Linked DNA regions of Sus scrofa: region 1 is linked to region 2. The links are chromatin contacts, called in public targeted proximity ligation maps. All regions are on one chromosome and are shown on one strand. The core of a region is the stretch at or near the end of the contact, and the rest is flanking DNA. Distances in the headings are between cores, read along the strand shown.

The links.
Region 1: a targeted proximity ligation map of skeletal muscle shows a contact between it and region 2, with 8 times the contacts expected there. A contact is called at or near these places in 1 of 47 Hi-C or Micro-C datasets (skeletal muscle) and 1 of 2 datasets of targeted methods (skeletal muscle).

Annotation. Positions count from the first base shown.
Region 1 is chr5:90,748,183-90,753,963 of Sscrofa11.1, forward strand. The region is part of intron 3 of LOC106510428 (a long non-coding RNA gene); the gene reads left to right. Among named protein-coding and RNA genes, the nearest start is that of BTG1, 64 kb to the right of the region's middle.
Region 2 is chr5:90,454,548-90,459,855 of Sscrofa11.1, forward strand. No RefSeq gene overlaps it. Among named protein-coding and RNA genes, the nearest start is that of PLEKHG7, 140 kb to the left of the region's middle.

The DNA of each region.
Region 1 (5,781 bases), core at 1,344-3,843, 290 kb after region 2:
TGAAGCCTGTACTGATTACTGATGTGTAGTAAAGTAGGATTCAAAGCAGATTGTCAGAGATGTTAGCATGTCCTGTAAATGACGATGCTAAATTTTTTAAGTATGGACTTTGTACTTTAATATTTTATTTTCTGGTATATTTACTCATTTTATCCCATAATAATTACTGAAGCAAGAAATATCATTCCTGGAGTTCCTGTTGTGGCTCAGTGGGTTAAGGACCAGATGCCGTCTCTGTGAGGATGTGGGTTCAATACCTTGCCTCACTCAGTGGGTTAAGGATCTGACATTGCTGTGGCTGTGGTGCCAGTCACAGCTGCAGCTCTAATTTGACCCCTGCCTAGGAACTTCCATGTGCCATGAGTGCGGCTGTAAAAAAAAAAAAAAAAAAAAAAAAATATATATATATATATATATATATATATATATATATATCAGTTTCATATTTTAAGTGAACAAAGGGAGGTGCAAGCTGTTCTCCAAGCGAAGTGATATCCCCTTTTATAAATTTCATAGCACCTGAATGTTTCCTTTATAGCGCTTACCAGAGTCATACTTGTGTAGTAATATTTGTCTTACTGCCTGGGCCAGACACTTCCTGAGACCAGGAGACTGTCCTTGTCCTCCTAGTTTCCGTTACCTAGCACAGTGCCTGGCACAGAGGGTACTCAGTAAAGATGTGATGATTGAATGAATAGACAAGTAATGTCTCCCCACATCCCACAGGAAAGAAGGGATAGAATCCGTATTTGAACCTCTGTCATCTACTGGGAGCCCCTTGTTCCTTCCGTTCTGTCAATGTAAGAGCAAGAATGCTGTGTCTTCATAACAGCCTTTCAAGAGGTGCGGCTCTGGATAGCTGGATAGAAGCTAGGCTGCAGGGGAAGATGCATTTGGAAGGGATAGTCTTACACAAAGTCACCGAAGATCTCAAACCATCTTTGCAAGGTTTTTGGCCCCTGGTTTGGGGCTCACTGTCCTCTGCAGAGAAGAGGGCATCAAAACTCTTATAGAAGGGTTTTCTTCACTTCAGTCTGTGAAAGTAACTATTTGAATTTTTCTCAGTGTGTCCTGAGGATGATCTGATTCAGAAACATTTGTATGGCTTCAAAATAATTTTTTCAGAGTCCTCTCAAACCAACTGAGAAAGACTCTCTCAGGCCAGGAAGCTACAGTTTTAATGAACTTCCCAGGTGTTCTCTTGCACTGTAAAGTTTCAGCCAGTTTAGCCTCAGGGAGAAGTTGAGCTGTGGGATCAGTGGCCCAGCTGCCCATTCATGGAAGTTTAACAATGGGCGAAGATTCCAGCAGGGGCAGTTGGAATCCATCATGGAAGAAGCAGAGCTGAATAGATTTTCCCACTGCCTTTTTTGACAAAGTTAATTCAATTTGGGGGGGGGGGGGTCAATGCAGTTTAAGTGAAAGAGCCAGGAGAAAGAGAATGCAGACTGCCTCCTCTGTCATGTCTTCATAGATCTAACTAGCCCTCATTCATCACCTCTTCCTCTCAATTCCTCGAGGATTTACTGCTAACACCGCAGTGTCACTTCTAAGCCCCATTGTCTCTCATTGCTGTTACTTTAAGTGTCTTTCCAGTCACATTAGACTGTTGTGTAGGGTGTATCTTTGTCTTCTACATAAAATAGGTAGACAGGAACACCATTGCTGCTAATATTTTAAAGTCATTATACTAAGGAATTTAAAATTACTATTAAGATGTTTGAATTGTTATATAGCTTAATGGTAGAGAGGACAGATTCTAGCTGCCTGCATGCGAATCCTAGCTCTGTTTGGCGCTAGCTGCGTGTCTTAGCAGTTATTCAGTGACTCTTTCCTATCTGGCTCCTATCTGAAAAATGGGGGTAATAATGCCTGCCTCATAGTGTTGTGAGGGTTACATCAATACAAATGTAGTGTTTAAAATAGTGCCTCCACATGGTAGGTGTGTGATGGTACTCCTGCTACTGTTACTAAACTACTGTTATTACTACCACTGCTGCTGCTGCTATTACTACGACTACTATTACTACTGCTATTACTAAAGTGAATCTTCTTGGAGTTTTCTCTTCTCCAAACACACCTTGTTTCAGCTTGGTTTAGACCAGGCCTAAGTCTTACATTATTCTTTTCTTTTTCACTGCCCTGGGGCATGTGGAGTTCCTGGGCCAGGAATCAGATCCAAGCCACAGTCGTGACCTCCACCGCAACTGCCAGATCCTTCAGCCACTGTGCTGGGCCAGGGATCAGACCTGCGTCCTGGCGCTGTAGAGACGCCACAGTGGAACTCCAGTGAGAAATAGTCTTCAGCGAGCAATAGTTGTGAAACTGTCTTTCTCGGTGTTCAGTTTCTAGTGAACACGGTGACGGGCAGAACTTTCAGAGCTACGTCTGAGTGGCTTCTTAAATCCAGGAAGATCAGAGGTCGCAGAAGAGCTGAGCCTACAGGGTCATTCATCCCGGTCTGGGAACGGAACACTCCCTGGATTCCAACTCCTCTCTTAAGCCGCCTGAGTGCTCCCAAGTTGGCCCTGTTAGGAGTTGCCTTCTGGCTCTGATGTGCTTCCTGACACTTGGCAAATGGAGAGCTGTCCTTGCCAGTCACCCTGACAGCACGCATGTCACAGCCTCGGTTTTCACCGAATCACAGGACAGGAATGGAACAGGGAAAGGCAGCTCCTGCAGAGGGAGGATAGGAGAGGGCGCCATCTCTCCCAGGACAGTGGCCTGGCTTTGAATTCCCACTTCTCTAATTATCATCTCCTTAATCTTAGGTGAGTCCCTTAACTTGAGGCCCAGTATCCTAATCTATTAACCCGTTAGATTTAATATATACCTCACAGAACTGCTACAGGAAATTGAATGAGTTAGTTAAGCTATTTGAAAACCCATTTCAGGATATCGAGCCCTCCATAAGCCTTAGTTGAATTGGAATCTAAATCTAAATCCTTTGATAGCCACCCTCCAGAACACTTTTCTATTGATCTTTGATAGCACCTCTGGAAAAGAAACTTTTTTTTTTTTTTTTTTTTTTTTTTAAGGGCTGCACCTGTGGCATATGGACGTTTCCAGGCTAGGGGTCATATTGGAGCTGCAGCTGCTGGCTTATGCCACAGCCACAGCAACACAGGATCCAAGCTGTGTCTGCAACCTATGCCACAGCTCACAGCAACGCCAGATCCTTCACCCACTAACCAAGGCCAGGGATCTAACTAACCTGCATCCTCATGGATACCAGTTGGGTTCTTTACCTCTGAGCCACAACAGGAACTCCTAGAAGAGAACATTTTATGTTACCTGCAAATCTGCCCTCTTCTACCAGGGTGGATTTCAGTATGCATTTACATTGTTAGCCTGTTTAACCCCTTATGCATAGAGACCTACCTACTTCATAGTTCTCTGCTACCTACCAGGATCTTCCTTCCAAATTTCCAACTTCTTCTTGTCCTGCTGTGGTGCACATCTCTATTTTCAGCCAAGATCTCAACCCTTCCTCATCCTGCCCTCCACCCCTCACCACTAACTTCCTTTCTCACTTTGCCCCTGTAGGATAACCTCATTCCATTGTAAACAGACTCCATTATCTAGGCACCATTGCTGCCAGCTGAAGATAACTAAGCTTTTCCCCCTCTTTTCAATCCCTGATCTTACAATTCCCAGCCTTGACACATAGCTCCATCTCTCATTTTGTTGCGTAGTATAGGATTATCTCTGTGTAATTTTCCACAAACACATTTTAGCTCTTCCAAAAGAGAAAAACTTATTTTTTCTTACCCATAGAATGCCCTTGAATCATTATACAATGCTTCTAACTATGAATATTTCTGTGAAAAACCTGACAGTACGAAATAGTTGAAGGTTTATCATTAAATTGATGGAAAGTTAGCATGCAGGTGAAAGATGAAATAGAAGCAAACTCTTGGCATTCCTGGGGCTTCTTGGCTGGGATTTAGAATATGAATGGACTTTTCACTCAAATGAAAGCTCATTTATTTTCTTCTTTTAGCTCTGGAAATAATGGCTTCCTTTAGCGACATAAATAACTTTAAAGAAAAATGAGAAGGGCTGTTTCAAAGGTATAGGCATATGGCATATGGGTGTCATTATTTAAGACAGAATTTAATGTTGAATAATGTATTAATCTACCTCTCAAAGACTACTATATGATTTTGATGTTCTCCCAAACTTAAATTACAATCTCTGATAACCTGAAATAGTGCCTCCCTGGAGTTATTACTAACAATAAGGTTTGGTTTGGCATACGGATTCTCTTCATGCGTGTCTTACTCTTATTTCAACTTTTCTCATGAAGTAACCCATCTGATTCTTTTTTCTCACATGTGGAGAAACCTGTGTTGTTAGTTAATACATACCGAAAGTGATGTTTTGTGGCCTGAGAAGATGAGTCTAATGCATGACCTGCCCCCCCCTCCCCCACCCCCACCGTAGATGCTGGCATGCTAAGCGATCTTTAGCTCCCTAAATGCTGAAAATTATGCCAGGCCTATACTTGGCATCAAGCAGAACTGGTCTCTCTCCATTCCAGGACCACTGCCGATACCATCCTTAAATATCAAAGGTCATGCCACCTTGTCACTTAAAATCCTTTCTTAGCACCTGCAGCATGTGGCATATATCCACCAGCCCTTCCCCCGTGACGTTTCCTGAGCACCTGCTGACCTCCCTTTGCCTCTCCAGTTTCCTCTCCTACCACCCCTGACTTTGAAGGTGATGTCCCAGCCCAAGCAAACTCTTGGTGGTTCTGTAAACACACGAAGACCTTTGGCTTCCATGCCTTTTCTTCATGGTCCTGGAATGCCCCCCTTGATTAGACACCCACCACCCACCCGCCTCCTTTTGAATGGTACTTGACTATCCTTCAATCAAAGAACAGCTTTAAAAGAAGGCACCTCTTCTCTGAATCCTGTTTTGACGCTTCAGTCCTTGAGGAGATTTTGTCTTTCCCTTCCCTCTCTCCTTTGTGCTACCCTAATGCCGTAGAGCTTTGTACATACCTCTGTCGTAGCACATTGCACACCGTCTGTAATGACGAGTGGGCCACACCCCCTGACTTGTCTCTTGTAAATCTGAGTCAGCCTCCCCAGTGAAAGACCAGTCAGCCCTGAGTAGTCACTCAAAAATTTTATGATGAATTAAATGTTCTATGTTTTTATCATCGGTGCTAGGAAACTAAGGGCATCTTGACAAAGCTGGAACTGGAGCAGCCTGACATATAAAGTAGCAAATGAATGAAAGTGAATGCTCCAAGGGCAACCAATTCCTTCATCTGTTAAAGAAGAGCCATCAACTAATTATTCATTTTCACTAGGAATTATATTTAAGTTTTATGAATGTTTGACCACTCAGAGTCAAATTTTTATATATATATATTCTTTTTTTTTTTTTTTTTTTGCTTTTTCCATTTAGAGCCACACTTGTGGCTAGGGAACTGGAGGTTCCCAGGCTAGGAGTCAAATCAGCCCTGTAGCTGCCGGCCTACACCACAGCCACAGCAACGCCAGATCCGAGCCACGTCTGCGACCTACACCACAGCTCACGGCACCACCTGATCCTTAACCCACTGAGCGAGGCCAGGAATCGAACACACATCCTCATGAATCCTAGTCGGATTCGTTAACTGCTGAGCCACAAAGGGAATGCCTCAAATTAATATTTAGTAAGACTTCAAGAATACTATATGTCAAAGATATCTCAATAAAGTTGTTAAATTTTGTTTAGACTTCAAGAACAAAAATATAGGAGCTCCTGTTATGGCACAGTGGG
Region 2 (5,308 bases), core at 1,909-4,408:
TCTCCCTTTCAGATACTATGCATTTCGCCTCCAGTCTCACAGAGGCCCTGCCCCTACTGCCGTTGTGTAACCAACAAGAAAGTCTCCGTGGGAATTCCAGAGGAGGGAAAGGGGGGTGAGCAGAGGAAGTAGAGCAGACCAGGGAATAGCCATCTGGGAGCAAGCAAGCCAGTCCCTGCAAATCCTACTTTTGTTGAGGACGACCCAAATAAACCGCAGCCTATGGTTTAAGATGGAAATATGAGCGGCACAGGGGGGAGGCAGAGATCCCAGTGACCGGGACTCTGGACCTGGGAGGCAGAGGCTCTGCTCTAAGCCAGTCTGGCCTTGATGCTGCCCACAAAGACCTGGGCTGCTTGTGAGGATCAGAAGACGGCACACCTAAGTCACTTAGCCTAGCGCCCGGCATTAGGGTATCTGCCTCGTAATTTCTAGCCGTGGCTGGTGTTTCCACATTTCTCCTCTTCTGTAATGTGTAATCCTCCATTGCGTTTTCATGTATCCAAACTTGGAACCAGACTTTTCATCTAAGTCTACTTTCATTGTAATGTTTCTTTTTTACTTAGTAAAGCTATTGTTATATTGAAGGTAAATTCTAGAGTCAATACTGTCTTAGAATTGAGGATATATAATTTTATTATTACATGTTATTTTTCCTCAGAAAAATGGTTCATATAGAGTTGCATATTAATTTGGGAGAAAAAAGAGAAATGTTTAACGTCGTCAACAGAGAAGTATTATAAATGTTTCTAGATGTCTATGAAAGGAGATGCTCTTGGGGAAACTTTCCAGAACTAGCAGATTAAGAGGATGAGCAGCTTTTGTTTCTCTCCTGTGAAGTCACTTGTGTCGTACTTTTTAAGAAACGTGAGACATTTACTTAACTAGTAAAGGACCCCACAAGAAAAAATTCTATTTATAAACACTCCTCTCCAAGGAGGTCAGAGTGCTTGGCAAACAGTTTCTAATGAACTCTTACAAAATGCATGTGCAGCGAGGCCCAGGGTGGAGGAAAGTGGGAATGCAGGAGTCGTGTCTATTTTTCTGTTTCAGGACACACTTAAGTAATTTCTCAAAGGCCAGAAAATCAGGGAAAAGGCTGAGAAGAAACTAATTTTTCTAATGCCAAATGGATTTATTTGTCTGCTGAATGCAATGACCATTTCGTCAAGTATTTTTATTCTTTTTCTCCTCTCCATTCTGCTTATTTGGACAAATTTTCAATTTTTGATTAAAAAAAAGTCTTATTCATTAACTAGCTGGGTGAGCTATACCTATGACTGGCAGTTTGCTTATCTAATCATTTAAGTTAAAATCCAAACATCAGAAAGTAACATATGTCAGCAATTTTTTACTATTATAAACCATTTCATAAAACTAAAAATTGGTCACTGCATGTGTGCATCCTTAGGTAGAATTTTTTTAGGCCAGTGTTTTCAAAGTGTCTTTTCTAACTTTTGTTGTAAATATAGGAATAAATATAGTTAGACAGAAATTTGGGGGAAATTCCATGTGTGTTGGGTCATTTAAACAGTGAGCATTTCCTCTGAAATATTTAAAATTAGTATTTTGCATCATTTTCGCTACCAGGCTGGCAAGGTTAAATCACACAGTGTTGATCAAAGGCATGGTCAACCATATTTTCATGTAGAATCTGTGGGTATAGAGATAGTTGCAGGGTTACAGATGGACGGTGTTTGGGCAATATGCATAAAATTGCAAAGGTGAAACGTCTTTAACCCAGTAGTACCATTTCTGGGAATCTGTCCTGAGTAACTCACTTATGAATGTGCTCAAGTTTTAGCTAAGGATATTCGTCACAACATGGTTTACAAGAGCAAAACAGTTAGAAATAGCCTATATATCAAATATAATAATTGATTAATTATGTACTGTCATATAATGGAATTCTATGTTGTCATGAAAAATTATAACATTTTGGAGTTGCTGCTGTCGTGGAACTGTGGCAGTTCAGGATCCAGAGTTGCCATAGCTGTGGCATAGGTCACAGCTGCAGCTCACATTCCATCCCTGGCCCAGAACTTCTATCATATGCCACAGGTTCTGCAAAAAGAAACAAACAAACAAAAAATCCCCAAAACCCATTCTATGCTATGTTAAAGATGCCAGTCGAAAGAATAGGTTACAAAATAGTGCTCAGATGATTATGAGGGTGTGTGTATATCTCGTTGCGTGTGTGTGTGTGTGCATGTAACAACTCGCAGCCACATCTTTGGGGGTGGGGGTTGGGGAGCTTCCCTTGGCCATGGGAGGAAACTCCCTACCCAGACCTCAGCCAGTGCCTCGCTGACCTGCGGGTACAAACGGCCACTTCCCTTACCTCGAGGCAGAACTGACTCTCATGTAATTTATTCTTCAAAGTGTCCTCTTTTGGCTTTTCCACCTGCCCCATCATGCTTCATTTACTCCCCTTCTCCTGAGAGTACTCTCCCAATAAATAGCTTGAACAAAAACCTCTGACTCAAGCTCTGCTTCTAGGAAGGCTGATCTAAAACACCTCCCATTTTATGAAAGAAGAAACTTGAGCTCAGAGTGATTAAGTTGTTGCCCAGATCCCACAGAAAAGTAGGAGTATGAAGTCCAGTTCTACACAACTTGTTGAGTTACTGTACGATTATAATTTTGCCCAATGTTAATGTTGGTATCAGGACAAGCCTCCCTCTCCCAAGGAGGGCAGAATTCCATTGTCCAGGTGGGCAGCTAGCTGGCTCAAAACCCCAGGGTGATTCTACCAGGGAGCAGTTAGAAGGTGCGGGCAGGGTCTCCACACAGCAGGGCTTCAGCTGGGGCTCATGCTATCCCCACACTCACTACTACAAAGGAGGGACACATTGGAAACATGTATCCATTTTCCAGTTGTCACCAAGACTGTACAGTCATCTACCATTTACTGAAAACAGCCAAGAATGTGAAGAGTCTTGCAACCTAAAGGGCAGTTCTGCTGAACAAAGAATTGTTCAAGACCCTTGTGGAGAAACACTGCAGAGTGCCCAGGGTCAAAAAGTGAGGGAGCCCAGTGCGGTCACCAAGTCCACAGGGCCAGGGAATGATGGAAAAGAGGCCACAAAGACAGAGGGGCAGCCAGGCAGCCCTGGGGCTAGTGCCAGCCAGGCTGAAGGAGGGCAGTGTGCGGGGCCGCTGTGCCCACAGCTGGTGTTCCTCGGAGGCCACTCTGCAGGGCATAGTGAATCTGGGCCACTTCCAACGTTCAGGACAAAGGAGCAGTCAACGTGGATGTCCTGGGAACCCGGGAAAAGGGAGACTGTGTGGCATTAGAGTCGCTGTTGACTTATTTATTCCAATAAATAGGTGGTGAGCACGTACTTTTATGGTGCTGTAGTGAGCACAAAGAAAACCAAAACTCATCAGACATTGGTGGGTTCTGAGGGGTGAGAAGTCAGTGCGGAGAAGTCGGTGCAGTAATGATTTGCCGTATTCTAATTTTGGCTGCCCCACATTTGAACCTTATCCTACACGGGAATTCCTTACCTTTTAAGTCTTGCTGGGCTGGAGGCCATCTCTCATGTGAGAAGCTAGAAATGCTAGACATCCACTCTCCCACCTCTCCTGCAGGCGGGCCTGGAGCGCTGTCCTGGATTTTTAATTGGGAAGTCATTGCCCAAGAGCAGAGGGAGAGGGAAGAAGTGTTTTGCCTGAGGAAGGCTGAGGCTGTTTGGGGCCTTGGTTTTTAGTCCATCCATCTAGAATTTGGATCTGCAGGCTTCCTAGCGATTCAGGGAACTAAATCCTTTGAAGACATTCTTTATTGCTTAAATCCGCCACAGTTAGTTTCTTTTGGAAGCGGATTTGGGATTTGGGTACCTACTGCATACTGGGAAAACAAACTAGAGACGGTGCTATCTTCTTCCGGTGATAAGCGAGTACCGGGCCAGGCCCAGGGAGGACTGCCACGTGGGCAGAGCCAAGAAAGGGGGAAGCTTGGAGTAGGACGTCATGGTAGTCCCGGTTGGGCCCAAACTGTGCAGGAGGCTAAAAGCAGAGAGGCTAATGTGAAACGTTTAAAAAATTTTGTTTAAGAGGTAAAGGGTGAAACTCATGGACATTTTGTTGCAGAGTGGTACAGAAGTGAGTCATAGGACTCACCCAGATCAGCTGGACCTTAGAAGGCAGGTGCTGGAGATAGAGATTGCAGAGGGACAGCCACTAGAGAATGCTGGTTTCCTGGCCAGCCTTCCAGGGAGGTACTCTCTGAGGCCTGGACTTCGCCCTGCTTTTCTGTGAAAATAGAGGATGAGGAGCTGTACATGGCAGTCAGATTTTTGGCCCCGTTTATCGATAACTTCCCAAAGATTGTCCTATTTCTTCCATTGGAGGTTTGAAATCCTTAGGCTTTACAGGGCACAGTCCCACTTGCTGTGGTTTGCGCTCTCTCGTGTAAAGGAAATAGAATTTTTTTAGGGAGGTGGGGGCGGGGCATGAGTTTAATGCTCTGATTCCCTTTTGTTACTTAACTATGGTTCATGGAGCACCTCTTCCATGCCAGACTCTTTCCTACAGATTATTTTTAATCTTCTAAACAATGCTCCAAGCAGATAGTATGAGGTTAGTTTTACAGGCAAGGTCTAAGGAATTGGTCAAGATCACAGAGCTGGTTGGTGACAAAAAATTAGAACCCAGATGGGTCTGGCCCCAGTCTTACCTGCTTTCCAGGATACATACCATAGTTTTTCCTTCCCAGATAGCCTAAACCAAGGATCACATTATACCCTAGGAATAATATGTTCATTAATTCATCTTAACTTCATAGCTCATTCCCGGCAGGTGTGCCTGAGATATGTATCAAGTATTCTTTTTTTGCTTTTTAGGGTCGTACCCACGGCATATGGAGGTTCCAGGCTAGGGGTATAATTGGAGCTGTAGCCGCCAGCCTACGCCAGAGCCACAACAACTCGGGATCTGAGCCGCATCTGCAACCTACACCACAGCTCACGGCAATGCCAGATCCTTAACCCACTGAGCAAGGCCAGGGATCAAACCTGCAACCTCATGGTTCCTAGTCGGATTTGTTTCTGCTGCGCCACGATGGAAACTCCAAATACTCGTTTTTTTCTCTCTCTCTCTCTCTTTTTTTTTTTTGTTAGGACTGTACCTGCGGCACATGGAAGTTCTTGGGCTGGGGGTCACATTGGAGCTAGAGCTGGGGCCTATGCCACAGCCACAGCAATGCTGGATCCAAGCCATGTGTGTAACCTAAGCTGCAGCTTGTGGCAGCGCCAGATCCTTAACTCACTGAGGCCAGGGACCGAACCCATATCCTTATGGAGAC